Linked DNA regions of Sus scrofa: all the other regions are linked to region 1. A link is a contact called in public Hi-C data. All regions are on one chromosome and are shown on one strand. The core of a region is the stretch at or near the end of the contact, and the rest is flanking DNA. Distances in the headings are between cores, read along the strand shown. Region 1 holds the start of VPS45 (vacuolar protein sorting 45 homolog). Region 2 holds the start of MTMR11 (myotubularin related protein 11). Region 3 overlaps OTUD7B (OTU domain-containing protein 7B).

Region 1 (4,964 bases), core at 823-3,322:
TATTTAAATTTTCAAATAACATTTTAAATTAATAATAGAGTTTTCAGATGACATTAGATTTTTCTCAATTGTTTACATTTAAAGATTCACATTTGCTTTTTTTTTTTTTGTCTTTTTGTCATTTCTTGGGCTGCTCCTGTGGCACATGGAGGTTCCCAGGCTAGGGGTCTAATCGGAGCTCTAGTCACTGGCCTACACCAGAGCCACAGCAACGCCAGATCCGAGTGGTGTCTGCGACGTACACCACAGCTCACGGCAACACCAGATCCTTAACCCGATGAGCAAGGCCAGGGATTGAACCCACAACCTCATGGTTCCTAGTCGGATTCGTTAACCACTGAGCCACGATGGGAACTCCACACATTTGCATTTTAATATAATTTTCCTTCCAAAAATGTATCTCAAAAATAGAAGGAAAAAAAAAAGCCCAAAGGGAAGTCTTATTTAGGTGTTAGAAAAATTGAAAAGGAAAGAAAATAAGCACATTTTCACAATTTCAGAGGTGACAAAAATCTATGGTATTTCAAATGATTTTCCATCACTCTTAAAGTATTTGAAAATTGTATACAAAGTTTTATAAAGTACTCACATTTGCTTTTTTTAACAGCCAGATTCATGTTACTGTGTTCTGTGCCTAGTTTTAATTGTATATACTTCATATGCTATAATGAAAGAATATTGATTTGGTGGAGTTCTTTTGTGGTGCAGCAGGTTAAGGATCTAGCTGTGGCCCGGTTGTATACCTGGCCCAGAAACTTTAATATGCCCGGGGCACAGCCAAAAATAAATAAAAGTCAGTAAATAAATTTATTCACCAATGATTTTTTTTAAAGAATATTGATTTGTTAATGTTGAACCTATTAATTAAAACTATGACCCCCCAACAAATACTGGTCACTTTGTGTGTGTGCGTGTGCTTTTATGATAAAGACAAAACTCCTTATATTTACTGGCAACTATAGTCTGATTCCTTGCAATTGTTTCTTGTTCCTGATTTTATAATTCCCCAAGGAAATGGTGAGGAACATTAACTTTTACCCTCCTTTTCGAGAAATAGTATGATGAGAAAACCTGAGGGGTATAAACACAAATGCAAACATTCGGAAGTTGATGGCTTTAAGATTCATCTTGTTGCTACGTTTTTGTCGTTTCTTAAATCAAAATCTTGAGTTTTTTCTTAAAATCCCCACGCTAGTTTACTTTAGCCACACCAAATACATGCCCCCTACCCATTTTTGACCCTGTTAACTCCGCTCCTGCCCGCAGTTTCAGCGTCGCAGGTCCACAGCACCCCGCGCGAGCTGAAAACCCCGGAGTCCAATCGTCCAAGGGGCCGAAAACTGGGTGGCTTTGGGCTCCGGGGGATCCACGGCCTGCGAATTCCGGCCACAGACCTCAGCTCCGGGCCCTTCTGGGCGAACCGAGGCGGCTCCCAGAACATCCCTAAAGGGCGTTCCCTTTGTTCATTTCCTCAACAACATCAACTCAATTTCCGATGCCCCTCAGCCTTTGGAAAACCGGTTCAGGTCTCACTTATCAGGGCTGTGTCCTCACCTTGTTAAGGACCCAAAGAAGTCGGGAAATGTTAACCTCGGCCACTATTTGGCAAACGCGGCGTGCGATTTACCAAATGCCTTCCCTCCGAGTCCCGAGCATCCGCCTGGAGCCTAAGGCCACCTCCCTTCTTTCCATCCTTCACTGCCACCCAAGAAAGCGTTAATGGCAAATAGCGACCTCGGCCACGTTCTGCTATTCTTGCCTCCGAGCCAGCCCTATGCCAAGTTCCTCTACACCGCGAGGCGCCACCCTCTCCCCAAGCAGGCAGGAGGGGCGTCAGGCCACCGCCGGGGCACCCCGGGCCCAGGGCCGGGAGAGGCCTGAGAGCCCGGGCTTTAAACACCTCCGGGCGGGAGGTGTGTCGAGAATCACGTCCGGGCCGGGCGGCTCAGGGTGTCTCAGGCAAATTCTTCCATCCAGCGAGGAGGCTGGGTCCTTGGGACCGCGTAGCGGAACTACAACTCCCAGGACCTCTGCTGCCCGGACTTCCGGAAGCCAAAGCCGGACTGGGAGGAAGCCGCAGAGACCCGGCCAAGAGGCGGGGGGTTAATCTAGCAAGAAAAAAGGGGGGCGGGAAGGGCTATAGGGCTAACCTGTCAATTCGCCACCATGAACGTAGTTTTTGCTGTGAAGCAGTACATTTCCAAAATGATAGAGGACAGCGGACCGGGTATGAAAGTACTTCTCATGGATAAGGAGACGGTGAGTTTGCTTTTGCTCAGTATTTGTGAAAGAAGCCTCCCTCCTTTTTAATAGCTGGTCCCATTCCACTGTAGGATTTAGTATTTAATTAAAGATTTGTAAGTCAGGGTCAGTTCAGTGTGGAACTGAAAGGTTGCATAAACCTTGCTTAGAAGGTTTTCGGTCTGAATGGCTCTAACCACTGCCAGAGATTCTTCTTATACTCAGAACAATTTATTGGAATCAGAAATCCTTTCCTAAATGCCTCTGCCAAGAAATAATATATGAGAGAGAGCACTTGGAAGACTTTGGAATGATCCTGTTATTTCCACTCACTGTTGTGTTTTTAGAGGAAAGCTGTTAGTACTCAAACTTAGATGACAGGTTATTATTTGTTGGTCACAGATTTTTTTAAACTCTTTAGGGTGATGGGAAATTTTTTATTTGGAAATTTATGGGTCGTCCGTGTTCAGAGAGAGCACTTCATTTTGGTACATTACTTATGATTTTAGATGCTCTGTAAATGTTATTACATATGTTAGTATTTAAGTTATCCAAGTAAGTATTAAATGAAAAAAAAATTTAAGTCTTAGGTATTGCTGCTTGTTTTTATTATCCTGGACTAGCAAAATATTAGTTAATTCTTTTTCTTTACAGACTGGCATCGTGAGTATGGTATACACACAATCGGAAATTCTCCAGAAGGAAGTGTACCTTTTTGAACGCATTGATTCTCAAAATCGAGAGATCATGAAACACCTCAAGGCAATTTGTTTTCTTCGACCTACGAAGGTACTACATAAACTGAGCTGCCATCTGGCTAGGCAAATACCAGCACACTATCATCTGAAAGTATTATGAAGGCAAAATAAATTTGTATTATCATCATTTGTGGCATCATAATTATCCTGGTTTATCAGAATTATAACCATGACTCTCTCCTTTCCACATTCCTTACAGCCAGATGTCTTTTAGGTTCTCAGCTACTTCCAAAGTCACTAACTACCTTAACAGAGACCCAGATCACTTTATTTCTGGATTAACCACCATACATATGCCACTAAACAAAAATGCTGTTGAATCTTACATACTTAGTGGCTGCAGTCTTTATCATTTTATTCACATCTATACTCAGGAAGCTCTAATGGCTCAATTTTACTTCCATGATTAAATCTATATTTAGTATCTTCCTTTAGCTGGTCTGTTCTGCCCTTATGTATCCAACTTCCTGTATCTTACCTCTGCTCTCCTCCACTGCAGCCAGGTAGGCCTTTTATCATCCTTCTACATGTTCATTCCTGTCCTCTATTTATTTTCATCCCCTAATTAAAAGTTCTTTAGCCATCAGTCAGTTTTCGTCCATCATCTTCTAAATCTCACTTGAGTCCTCCTTTTAAAATGTTTTACTGTTTCAGTCTTATTTTGTATATTCTCTTGCTTTATATTCATTTTCTTCAACTCCAGTGTATTCTTTTACCATGCTTGTACATTATGCACTTTCCAAAATACAAATCTAACAATGTCACCACACTTGAAATCCTCAAATGATTTCTCATTGCTTTTATGATAAAGACAAAACTCCTTAAGTGTGGCCTGCAAGGCCTAGTGTGGTATAGTTCCTACCATTTCTACAGCGTCATTTCAAATCATTCCCCCTTTTGCTCTTAGCCACACACTAATCCTTCAGTGTACTATATTCCATCATGCCACAGCGTCTCTGCACTTGCTTTTCTCTTTGCCTGGAACTTCTTCACTTCCTCAAGCAATCTTTCCTGGTGTTGCTGACCAGGTCAAACCCTCCTCTTATAAGCACTTACAGCTCCATCTTCCCCTCCCTGTCACTTGTTATGATTGAAGTCTCATATGCTTTGTATGATTAATTAATACGTCTCACCTACCAGCAGTAAGCTCCAGGAGGGCAGAGATGGTGTTCATTTTTTCACACTGTTATGTCCCCACTGCCTGCCACATAGTGGATACTCAGTAAATAGTTCTTGGAGTTCCCGTCATGGCATAGCAGAAACGAATCCAACTAGGAACCATGAAGTTGTGGGTTCAACCCCTGGCCTTGCTCAGTGGGTTAAGGATCTGGTGTTGCCGTGAGCTGTGGTTGCAGATGAGCCTCGGGTCTGGCGTTGCTGTGGCATAGGCCCACAGCTACAGCTCAGGTTCGACCCCTAGCCTTGGAATTTCCCTATGCTGAGGGTGCAGCCCTAAAAAAGAAAAAAATACATAACTTTTTTTTTTTTGTCTTTTTAAGGGCCGCACCCGTGGCATATGGAGGTCCCCAGGCCAGGGGTCCAATCGGAGCTACAGCTTACAGCTGCCAGCCTACACCAGTGCCAGATCTGGGCCACACAGACCTATACCATAACTTATGGCAACGCCGGATCCTTAACCCACTGAGCGGGGCCAGGGATTGAACCCACAACCTCATGTTTCCTAGTCGTATTCGTTTCTGCTGCGCCACAACGGGAACTCCAAAAAAAAAATTGTTCTCGAATTAACGAATACATTAATTAATTCTGTTACAGTAGTTTCCGATTGTTTCAAATTAGTCATGGGAAATTTTGGTTCTGAGAGGGATCTTAGAGATTGTCTCATCCATAATTTTCCAACATTTTTAATCAGAGAACCTCTTTCACAGATATATATATATGTGTATATATATATACTCTTGTACTCAATATGTTCTTAAAAACAATTTTTCTTTATATTATGAAGTT
Region 2 (4,964 bases), core at 1,386-3,885, 100 kb before region 1:
TGGTTTTCTAGAGCCAGCACTCTGGCCTAGGGCAGGAGGGAAGCACAGAGGCGGAAGAAGAGGAACCAGAGACAGCTTCTTAGCTCTTTTGTCTTTAGTCACCTTCTGCGTTGTCAGACCCTACCCTTTCCCTACCCTAAAACACCCTCACTCACCAGCCTTGCTCAGGGTTAGCCCTGCATACTTTTGGCCTTGACTGCTCTGAGCTCTGGCTTGGACAATGGCCATGGTCACCTGCAGAAGAAAGGACATCCCATCCTTTGGCTCAGACTGAAGAAGTGAAAGGAAGGAAATAGGGCCCATGTGTTGCTCCACTGTCTCTGCCACAATAGAGAAGAACACCGAAGACAGTCCCTAATGAGGGAAGTTTCCAAAGGTCGTGGGGACTAGGGTCAGGAGGACACATCTCGAACCACAGAATCGCAAAATGATAATTCTGGGAATCCTAGGAATAATCTTATCCAAAATACCGTTTTTCAAAGGAAAACACTTGCCCGCATTTAAGCTGCTGATAATTGGTTGGCAGAGCTGGGCTAGAGTTCAGGCCCTTACTCTCATTAATACTCTCTCTGGCCATGCCCTCAGCATGCAGAAGTTCCCTGGGCAGGGATCAAACCCATGCCTCAGCTGTAACCAGAGCCATAGAAGTGACAATGCCAGATCCTTAATCCACTAGGCTGCCAGGGAACTTGTCATTATACTAACATTTTAGCCTCTCCTTGAGGAGAGAAGCAGAGAGAATGGTGAGAGGGGCTATTGGGAATTGCCAAGGAAGGATCTCAAGGCTCTAAGGGGAAGTGGGGTCCTTGGGTTGTAGGCCTCTTACCTGAAAGGCCTGAGGCTCTAGTCCTCCAGCCTCAAAACCAATTCTGAGGAGCCGGAAGTCTCGGCCATGAATCAGAATCTCCTCAGGGACAAATTTAAGCAGGGACCCTGGACGGAGGAGCTGGACTCGGGACAGGCCATTCACTGAAGTCAAGAGTTAGAGAGTGGAGTAGCCCTGGATCAGAGTCCCTCTAGGAGGAACTTCCAGTGCATCCCACTCCATCCACTCAGGCTGTCCTCTGAGAACAGAGGAAGGATGAGGAGGGGTCCCAATACCCCAGTGAGCCCCTTCACCAAACCCCCACACTTACCAGCCTCTAATCGTCCAATGTTGGCCAGGGAAAAATCATACTCACTGCTCAGGGGAGTCTCCTAGAGGAAGCACATGACTGATGCTGAAGTGGTCTGGAGTCTCGTTCATATCCTACCTTGGCAGCTCTAGCCTCCCTGGAGAGCGTCCCCATGGACTATCCCTGATACTCTCAGAAGACAGCCCTTAAGCATAACTTATTATCACACTTCCTGTAATGTTTGTCGAAATCTTCTAGACTTCCTTACCCACTTCCTGCAAGTTGTCCTTTCTACTGCCCTAACCATCTCACCTGACTCCGCTGCCATCCACAGGGCTGGAAGGTGACCCTCAAGTTGCTGCAAATCAGGGTTCCTGGCAATTCAGGTTCCAGCCCCTTCCTCACCCCTGGGGCCCATGCTAGGATCTGCTCCCCTGCAGGGCAAGAATGGAAGCGAGGTTATGACTGTTCCCTGCGTTGTCCACACTTGCATACACCCACTCCTCTCAGACTGGAGAATCTAAAGAGGGAAGATTAAGATCCTCCCCTCACCCCATGAGAATGAAAGCTTAGGAGGAGAGAATTTACATTCATTTACTCTAGAGTCTAGATAGTGCCTCACACATAGTAGTCACTCCAATATTTACGGAATAAGTAAATGAGAAAAGGACTAACAGGGTCAAGAAAACAAGACGAGCCATCAAGGTTCAAGCTTGTAGCCGGCCCTGGACAGAGAGGAGAGCAAGCCTCAGGCAGAAGCACTTTGAGCCAGGAGAGGAATGCAGAGGTATCTTGGTGGTGAGATTTGAAACAAGGTTTGAGGAGGACGAAATATGGAGGAGTCTTTGGAGATCAGAAGTATTGGAAGGGCATTATTACCTGGGAGACATCCAGAGGCCAGGCAACTGCCAAGCTGACGACTTCTGGGCTCTGGCATTGCACGCCCCTGGACAGACTTTGGTCCCGAGAGCTGGGAAGAGTGTAGGGTTAATCCCCAGGCCTCTCCAATCCTGGGGTCTAGGGTTACTTCAGCAGCCACCTTTGGCGGCCTACACTCAGTCTCAGGGGAAACTGAGCTCAGGACTGGGGTTGGTAGATAGTAAAGGGAGGGGCTGGTTAATGGATAATGAGACAATGAACTTGAGACTGAAAAATACCAAGCTCCATCAACCGAGGTTGATATGAGACACACCCTCCTCCTCCTCAAGATCCTTTTCCTCCCTCTTTCTCCACATCACCCCTATTTACACCCTCTTGCCAATGCCCCCCTTCCCCAAGTCCAAGTTTCCACTCCTTACCCCCATCTCTGGCTCCTCCTTCTGGGGGGCGATGTTGAAACTCTGGCCCCGGCCCCCCCACCACATTTCTCTGGCTCCATCCGGGGATGGAGCACTCGAGGGGCGAGGATGCTCAAGCCCTTTGGGGAGAGGCTGAATCTGATAGTTGAGAGAAGGGAAGCTGAGAGGGGCAGGGGGAGGATTCAAGGGAAAGGAGCATCTGTGGTGCACGGAGCACGATTTGGGGTCTTTGAAAGGTGTGTCCAGTGCAGCCAGAGAAGGCTCCTCGGAAACTTCGGTGTCGACTCTAAAGAGGGCGGGAGAGATGCCCAGCCCCTTAAAGGGGAATACACACAATTTTGGAAGGGTGGAGAGGAAGTGGAGGAGCCTAAGAAAGGTGCGGAAAAAATGAGGAACTGAGAAAATACCCAGATTCCCTTCTTTACCCTAATCCCAGATCCTATTAGCTTCCTGTTAATGAGCTTGGAGACTGAGGGGAGCAGTAATTCCAGTATTAAACTGAAATCATGTGGGCCACTTCCTGGGACTCACAGTGATGGCTTCCCTGGGAAACTGGTTTTCTTATGCTTTCTTAAAAGGGGGGAGGGGGAGGGGTGGGAGGGAAATAAAAGTAGTTAAGTTCTCCTTACTGCCTCCCCTGACAGACCTAACAAAAGCTGTTGAGAAGAAATAAATGGAAATTGGCCTTCAGGAGATTGTTGCCTAGGGAGGCCCAAGAATTGGGGAGGAAAGTGAGTTAAAGTGTTTTTGTATATCCTCCAGAGAGCATGAAGCATACTTCATAAGGGTACAATGGAAAAGTAGGGAGAGAAATTGAAATATCTGCAGGATGCAGACATAAGTACAGGTATGTTTACTTGCAAGTTTTGGGGGTGGGGATGGGCGGCCCAAGGAAAAGATCTTACCACTTAACCCATCAAACACACACACACACAAACACACACACACACACACACACACACACCCTATTGGAAACTAGAGCCGCTTCAGGTACAAGAGCCCTCCCTTCAGCCCAGACACCAGATCTCCAAATTAAAGATTCATGTAAGGACTTTGAAAGCTGAGGGCTGGAAACTGTTCAGTGCAACAATCCCATCCCTGCAACTCAAGAAGCAAAGATGGGTGGGGAGGGCACTGGAAGGAAAGTAAAGGAACCGTAGCTGACAGTGACTGGGAGTAGGACTGCAAAAATCTACATCTAGATTTGAAAAAGGAAATAAAATACAAAGTAAGAGTTAATGAGCTGCTGTTTTATTGATTTAGAGACCATACAGAGGCAGCAATTCTTAGGTGGGGGCCCAAGATTTCCGAAGTTTCTGAACTCTCTCCTCCTCCCAGCACACACACCCTTCCGGCTTTAAAAGTTCCCTGTCTTGGCTGGAGCTGTGGAAATAGTGAATCTACTGTGTGAAAAGGAGTTGATCTGAAACAGAGAGGCCTACACCTGCTAGAAAGGTGACCCAGAAGCCTGATTCTAGAAGTCCTAAATGCTACCAAGCACCTCCTCCCCCACCTGCATTCCATGGGCCTTTCTTGGAAGAAGAAAATACTTCTCAAGGTCTGTGGCAATAGGAAGAGGTGTGTACCACAAATTAAAATCCATTATTCACTTTCCTTCTCCTACCACCCTTCATTCAAGAGCCTTGTTCTATTCTTCAATACTTGGGGTATAGGAGCAGCAGAGTAATACAGAAAAAAACCATCAAGGGAGGGAGTTCTCTTGTGATGCAGTGGGTTAAGGATCTGGTGTTGTCACTGCAGTAACTCGGGTCACTGCTGTGTGCAGGTTCAATCCCTGGCCTGGGAACTTCCACATGCTGCAAGTGTAGCAAAAAATAAAATAAAATGAAATCAGGGCAATGAGGGAAAAGTCAGAGGCAGAAAAGAAGATGGGTGACTCAGGAGTTCCCGTCGTGGCGCAGTGGTTAGCAAATCCGACTAGGAACCATGAGGTTGCATGTTCGATCCCTGGCCTTGCTCAGTGGGTTAAGGATCCGGCGTTGCCGTGAGCTGTGGTGTAGGTTGCAGATGCGGCTCGGATCCTGCATTGCTGCGGCTCTGGCGTAGGCCAGCGGCTACAGCTTCAATTTGACCCCTAGCCTGGGAACCTCCATATGTTACGAAAGCAGCCCTAGAAAAGGCAAAAAGACAAAAAAAAAAAAAAAAAGAAAGAAAGAAAATGGGTGACTTGGATCAGTACCTCATCAGGGATGCAAGGGGGACAACGGCTGAGGGTTAAGTAACAGGAGGACCACTTCTTATCACCCCACTCACACCCAGTGGAAGTTTAGGGGATGAAAGGAAGGGTGGAGAGGCAAGAGGCTGTATCAGGTTTTTCCATTTTCAGAATCCTGGTATGGTTACAGTTTTCTGCCGGGAGTTAAGGCTGCTGGGAGGGGCAGCCAGAGGAAGGAGGTGGAGCTGACTGACTCACAGGATGAGTCACAGATCCAATTTTAAGCACAGAAAGAGGCCAAGATCCTCCCCACCCCCGCACCTCTCTGCACAACCATCAGCCAGCTTTCTTGCCTCTTTTCCATGGCCCCTTACC
Region 3 (4,964 bases), core at 1,275-3,774, 88 kb before region 1:
CCAGATTAAGGTTCCTTAACACACTGAGCCACCAGGGAACTCTGACAATGACCACCTAATTGCCAAATTCAGTGGACTCTTCACTTCTCATCTTTCTTAGCCTTTGTGTACCATCTGATCACCTCCTTAAACTTCCTTTTCCTTTAGCTCGCACGACACTACTTTCTCCCACCTCTCTGAACTATCTACCTCAGAAATACTGATGTTGTCTCAATGATTGAGTCCTTCTGGGTTGTCTCTTCTACTACTATAATCTCATCTACTGCTATCTATATGCTCGGGACTCTAAAAATCTTCCCCTCTAGCCCAGACCTGCCATGACCCCCTCAAACTCTATTCAGTTAAAACTGAACTTCTACATTTTCTAAAACCCACTTTTCCTATATACCTACCTTTGTGAACAACACTATCACTCAAATACCCAACTAGAAGCCAAGGAGTTATTTAAGACTCCTCTCCTTTCACCCACCCTTCACTTGGATCACTTAGTCAACAATTATTAAGCATGAACTACTGCAATGAATCCTTTACTGGTTTTACTCCTTCCAGTCATACATTCTTAAGATCCATTTTCTACAATGCTACCAGAAATATTTTTCTAGGAAACAACCCAAATGTCCATTGACAGATGATTGAATTAAGAAGGTGTGGTATATATACACAATGGAATACTACTCAGCCATAAAAAAGAATGAAATAATGCCATTTGCAGCAACATGGATGGAACTAAGTGAAGTAAGTCAGAAAGAGAGAGACAAATACCACATGGTATCACTTATATCTTGAATCTAATATACGGCACAAATGAACCTTTCCACAGAAAAGAATATCATGGACTTAGAGAACAGACTTGTTCTAAGCCAAGGGGGAGGGGGCAAGGAGTGGGATGGATTGGGAACTTGGGGTTAATAGATGCAAACTATTGCCTTTGTTTTTTTTTTTTTTTTTTTTTTTTGTTGTTGTTGTTGTTGTTGTTGCTATCTCTTGGGCCGCTTCCGCGGCATATGGAGGTTCCCAGGCTAGGGGTTGAATCGGAGCTGTAGCCACCGGCCTACGCCAGAGCCACAGCAACGCAGGATCCGAGCCGCGTCTGCGACCTACACCACAGCTCACGGCAACGCCGGATCGGTAACCCACTGAGCAAGGGCAGGGACCGAACCCGCGACCTCATGGTTCCTAGTCGGGTTCGTTAACCACTGCGCCACGACGGGAACTCCCAACTATTGCCTTTGGAATGGATTAGCAATGAGATCCTGCTGTGTAGCACTGGGAACTATGTCTAGCACTTATGATGGAGCATGATAATGTGAGAAAAAAGAATGTATACATGTATGTGTAACTGGGTCACCATGCTGTACATTAGAAAAAAAAATTGTATTGGGGAAATAAATCAAATAAATAAAAGAAAGATTTTTCTAAAATTAAAATTTGATACTGTTTTCTTCCTGTAACAAATCCTTTTAAGAATTGGCATTACCTATTAGATACAGTTCAGACTCCTTAAGCATAGCCTACATTGTCCACTTCCTGGCTCCCCAAACCCACCTCTCTAATATTTATCATTTAATTAGCTGCAGCTCCTTGAATGCATGTTATTTTATATTTCTGAGCTTTTGTCTAGGTTTTTCCTCCTGCCTGGACCAGCAAACTACATATTCACCTGGTGAATAATTTCTCAACTGTCAGGAAAAAAACTAAAGCGTCACTCCTCTATGAAGCCTTTCCTCAGTCTCTGCAGTATATCAACCACACTGTCCTTGCTTTGTGCCCTCCCTCCTCAACCAGCTATACAGACTCCTATCATAGGAGTCATAACCTGTGACTTTGTTGCATTTATGTATTTACATGTCCATCTCCTGCTACTATTCTTAAAAGAGCCAGGACCATGTTTTATACAATATGCCTAGTGCCTACTATGTAATTATAGTTTAAACACAAATGGACAGAGTAGAAAGAATCACACTGGAAACATGAGAGGTATTAGGAACAAATTTAACAGGAACTAGGCTATTGTGAGCACATTTTACTTTAAAAATTTAAACAATGACAAAGTTATTTTCTTTCTTTTTTTTTTTTTTTTGCTTTTTAAGGCCGCACCCACAGTACATGGAGGTTCCCAGGCTCAGGGTCCAATCTCAGCTACAGCTGCTGGCCTACACCACAGCCATAGCAACACAGGATCTGAGCCACCTCTGCAACCTACACCACAGCTCATGGCAACGCCAGATCCTTAACCCACTGAGCAAGGCTGGGGATCAAACCCACAACCTCATAGTTCCTAATTGGATTCATTTCCACTGCACCACAACAGGAACTCTGATGAAGATAGTTTCAGATTGTAAAATGCTCCCACAAAGTTTTCAACTAAATATAAAAAGAACACACAGGTTATATATTAGGTGCTCTGGTCACTCAGATAAATGGTCACTGATACATTTGTGAGGATCTGTCTCACTCTTTCACTCTCCTGATTTTTCTTCCTGTTTTTATACACACGGCCACTAGGTGGTGCACTGTTCTAGGCTGAAAATGTTCTTACTGCGTTTTACCACCATTTCCAACAACAAAACAAGGAGGCAGAGGTTGTTTGGTGTTCTATACTGGCTAAAAAAGTAGCTCCCCAGCCCACCACCCCCACAGGGATATATGCTATGCATGTTCTGAGCTAAAACAATTATCTAGTTTCCATACATAACTTTCATTGTGCTGAGCAAAAGAAGTAAAAAGATTGCTCCTCCATTAGCTACTATTCTTTATGCATGTATTTCCATTTGGGAACTTTGAGAGTTCTGGGTCTCCTGGCTAAATATCATCATAATCTAACCCAACCTTTAAAATAATAACTATAATAGCTTAATCGCTGGAGTTGGGCCCACCTATTCTCTGACTATTGCTGTCACATTTACTTAATAGCTGGCATGATCTGGTTTGGCCTTTTCCTGTGTCTGAAGTGGTCAAATCTAAGGATCAGCTATAGTGTGAATTCAGCAGTTGAAGAGGGAAAGCTCTAGACTGGCTCAAGCTCAGTCAAAAAAAGCTCTCTACACAGTCCAGCTCAGCTCACCAAGAAGCCAGGGGGTTGGTGTCAATAAAGAATGCTATTTACTTGGCCTTGCTGCTGTGCATTTATTTCCCTCAGGAATCTTCTGGGGCAGACTGGCTGATCAAAGACAGGATTCTGATTTAATATCATCCTATTTTAACAACTGAGCTCTTTGTTTCTGAGAAAGAAACAACACATTCTATTTCCATATTTTAAATCTTCAGAACATAAAATTCTAATAACTAAAACAAACAAAAAACTCTTACTTCTATATTATGGCCTGTTATGATGGGGGGGATAAAAGGGAAAGTTTCTTAAGAGATATTCCCATACTAATGCCAGAAACACCCAGCTATATACATGGCAAACAAACAAACAAACAAACAAAAAAAGATATACACAAAGAGCAGGCAACAAACACAAAAGACAGAGAACCAGGGCAAAAGGAAATAGGGAGACTCATTATCTTTATGTAACTGTATAATGTCATTACTAAAGGGAAAGGAATCGGCAAACTTTATTCTATAAAAGGCCAGACAGTAACTCTTTTAGGCTTTGCAGGCCACATACAACTTCTCTATTCTGCTGCTGTAGCAGTAGAAGGAAAGCACTTACATAAATATACACAAATAAATGAATGGGGGAAGGAGAGGCTATTCCAATACATTTTTTTTTTTTTTACAAAAAATATTTGGTTGCAAAGTTCCCACTGTGGTGCAGTGGGTTAAGAATCTGACTGCTGCAGCTTGGGTTGCCGCAGAGGTGTGTGTTTGATCCCCAGGCCGGCACAGTGAGTTAAAGATCTGGCGTTGTCACAGCTGCAGCTCAGTTCGCAGCTGTGGCTGGGATTTAATCCTTGGCCCGGGAACTTCCATTTGCCTTGGGTGCAGCCATTAAAAAAAAAAAAAAAAGGGTTGGTGGGATTTGACCCATAGGCCATATTTTGCCCAGGCCCTGTTATAGGGATAGAAAGTAAAAACAGTCCATTGTCACTTTCTTTTACAAAAGCAGCCTCAACATTTGCTAAACCCCCATTTAAACTCATGCTCTCAAAATTTTTTAACAAACTGAACATATGGAAAAAAAATGGTATATATGGCCAAAACCTGTTTTACACATTTACATTTCTATAGGATTTCTATTGCAATCCTAATAAGTCTTTAAAAATTGGTCTAGTCTAATTACAAGCACAAAAACCAAAACAATACAAAAATCCTATGAGCTTGTCTTGTTTCATTTTGCAAAAGGTTGCCACTAAAGGCTTCCTGGTGGAGAAGCACGATGTTAGGTAGCTCCTCCACACATCTCAGCTTCCCCACACCAGTTCTCATAACTGCATCAGAAAGCATGTCCCCCATGGTGTTATCTGTATTTTCAACAATATCCAGGATTACAAGAGGAGTAATACTGACCTAAGTACCTGAGAAGATGTTTCCTACTAGCAGGCACTGGGCATTTCCCTGAGGTGACTTTGGGGAAACAAGATGCTCCTACCCAAGCCCCCTCACCTCTTTATTCTGCTGAGTTTGCTGCCACCTCCAGCGTCGTTTTAATGCTTCCTTCTCAGCTCCCTTCTCCATCAGTGCATACAAAGCTTTCCTCAGCATCAAGTCCCTATCATGGAAACCCCACATCCCTGTGGCAAGAAAACATAATGGTAAGACACCTTACCTTGACTCAACTCTACTTATTAATTATGACACACAGACTCTGGCATGAAAGAAATCAGGCTGAAGCTCAAGTTCAAAGAAACCCCTACTGTGACTTGGGGGAAAGGTAATCAAGCAAGAAAAGATGTTCCTGCTCTGGAGGTTCAGAAACTTTGAGAGCTTGAAAGTGAGGGATTTATATACATACACATCCCACAAACTCCTGACAGGAAGCCCTTACTCCTGATGCCAAGTCTAACGAACTAAAATAC

The links. Hi-C and Micro-C count contacts between places; a contact is called where the count stands out from the background.
Region 2: a Hi-C map of embryonic fibroblasts shows a contact between it and region 1, with 2.2 times the contacts expected there. The contact joins the promoter of MTMR11 here to the promoter of VPS45 in region 1. A contact is called at or near these places in 2 of 5 promoter capture datasets (fetal skeletal muscle and liver), 12 of 47 Hi-C or Micro-C datasets (adipocytes, blood, embryonic fibroblasts and 6 more) and 2 of 2 datasets of contacts at active chromatin or transcription factors (alveolar macrophages and skeletal muscle).
Region 3: a Hi-C map of omental adipose tissue shows a contact between it and region 1, with 4 times the contacts expected there. The contact joins the enhancer-like site here to the promoter of VPS45 in region 1. A contact is called at or near these places in 5 of 5 promoter capture datasets (fetal liver, fetal skeletal muscle, liver and 1 more), 32 of 47 Hi-C or Micro-C datasets (adipocytes, adipose tissue, alveolar macrophages and 18 more) and 2 of 2 datasets of contacts at active chromatin or transcription factors (alveolar macrophages and skeletal muscle).

Annotation. Positions count from the first base shown.
Region 1 is chr4:99,007,662-99,012,625 of Sscrofa11.1, reverse strand. VPS45 (vacuolar protein sorting 45 homolog) reads left to right here and starts at 2,072. Exons shown (of 15, transcript NM_001244994.1): 1 at 2,072-2,259; 2 at 2,896-3,030. The coding sequence starts at 2,167.
Region 2 is chr4:99,112,845-99,117,808 of Sscrofa11.1, reverse strand. It overlaps MTMR11 (myotubularin related protein 11), which reads right to left and starts at 2,635. Exons shown (of 17, transcript NM_001243446.1): 1 at 2,414-2,635; 2 at 1,995-2,085; 3 at 1,428-1,549; 4 at 1,137-1,197; 5 at 827-969; 6 at 156-234; 7 at 1-26. The coding sequence starts at 2,479.
Region 3 is chr4:99,096,376-99,101,339 of Sscrofa11.1, reverse strand. OTUD7B (OTU domain-containing protein 7B) reads right to left here. Exons shown (of 12, transcript XM_001925669.7): 6 at 4,552-4,679. Among named protein-coding and RNA genes, the nearest start is that of MTMR11, 16 kb to the left of the region's middle. Within about 2 kb of position 2,524, at least 11 of the 83 cell types and tissues checked have an H3K27ac peak or open chromatin away from gene starts, as enhancers often do. A contact at or near this core is called in omental adipose tissue, where this site is marked.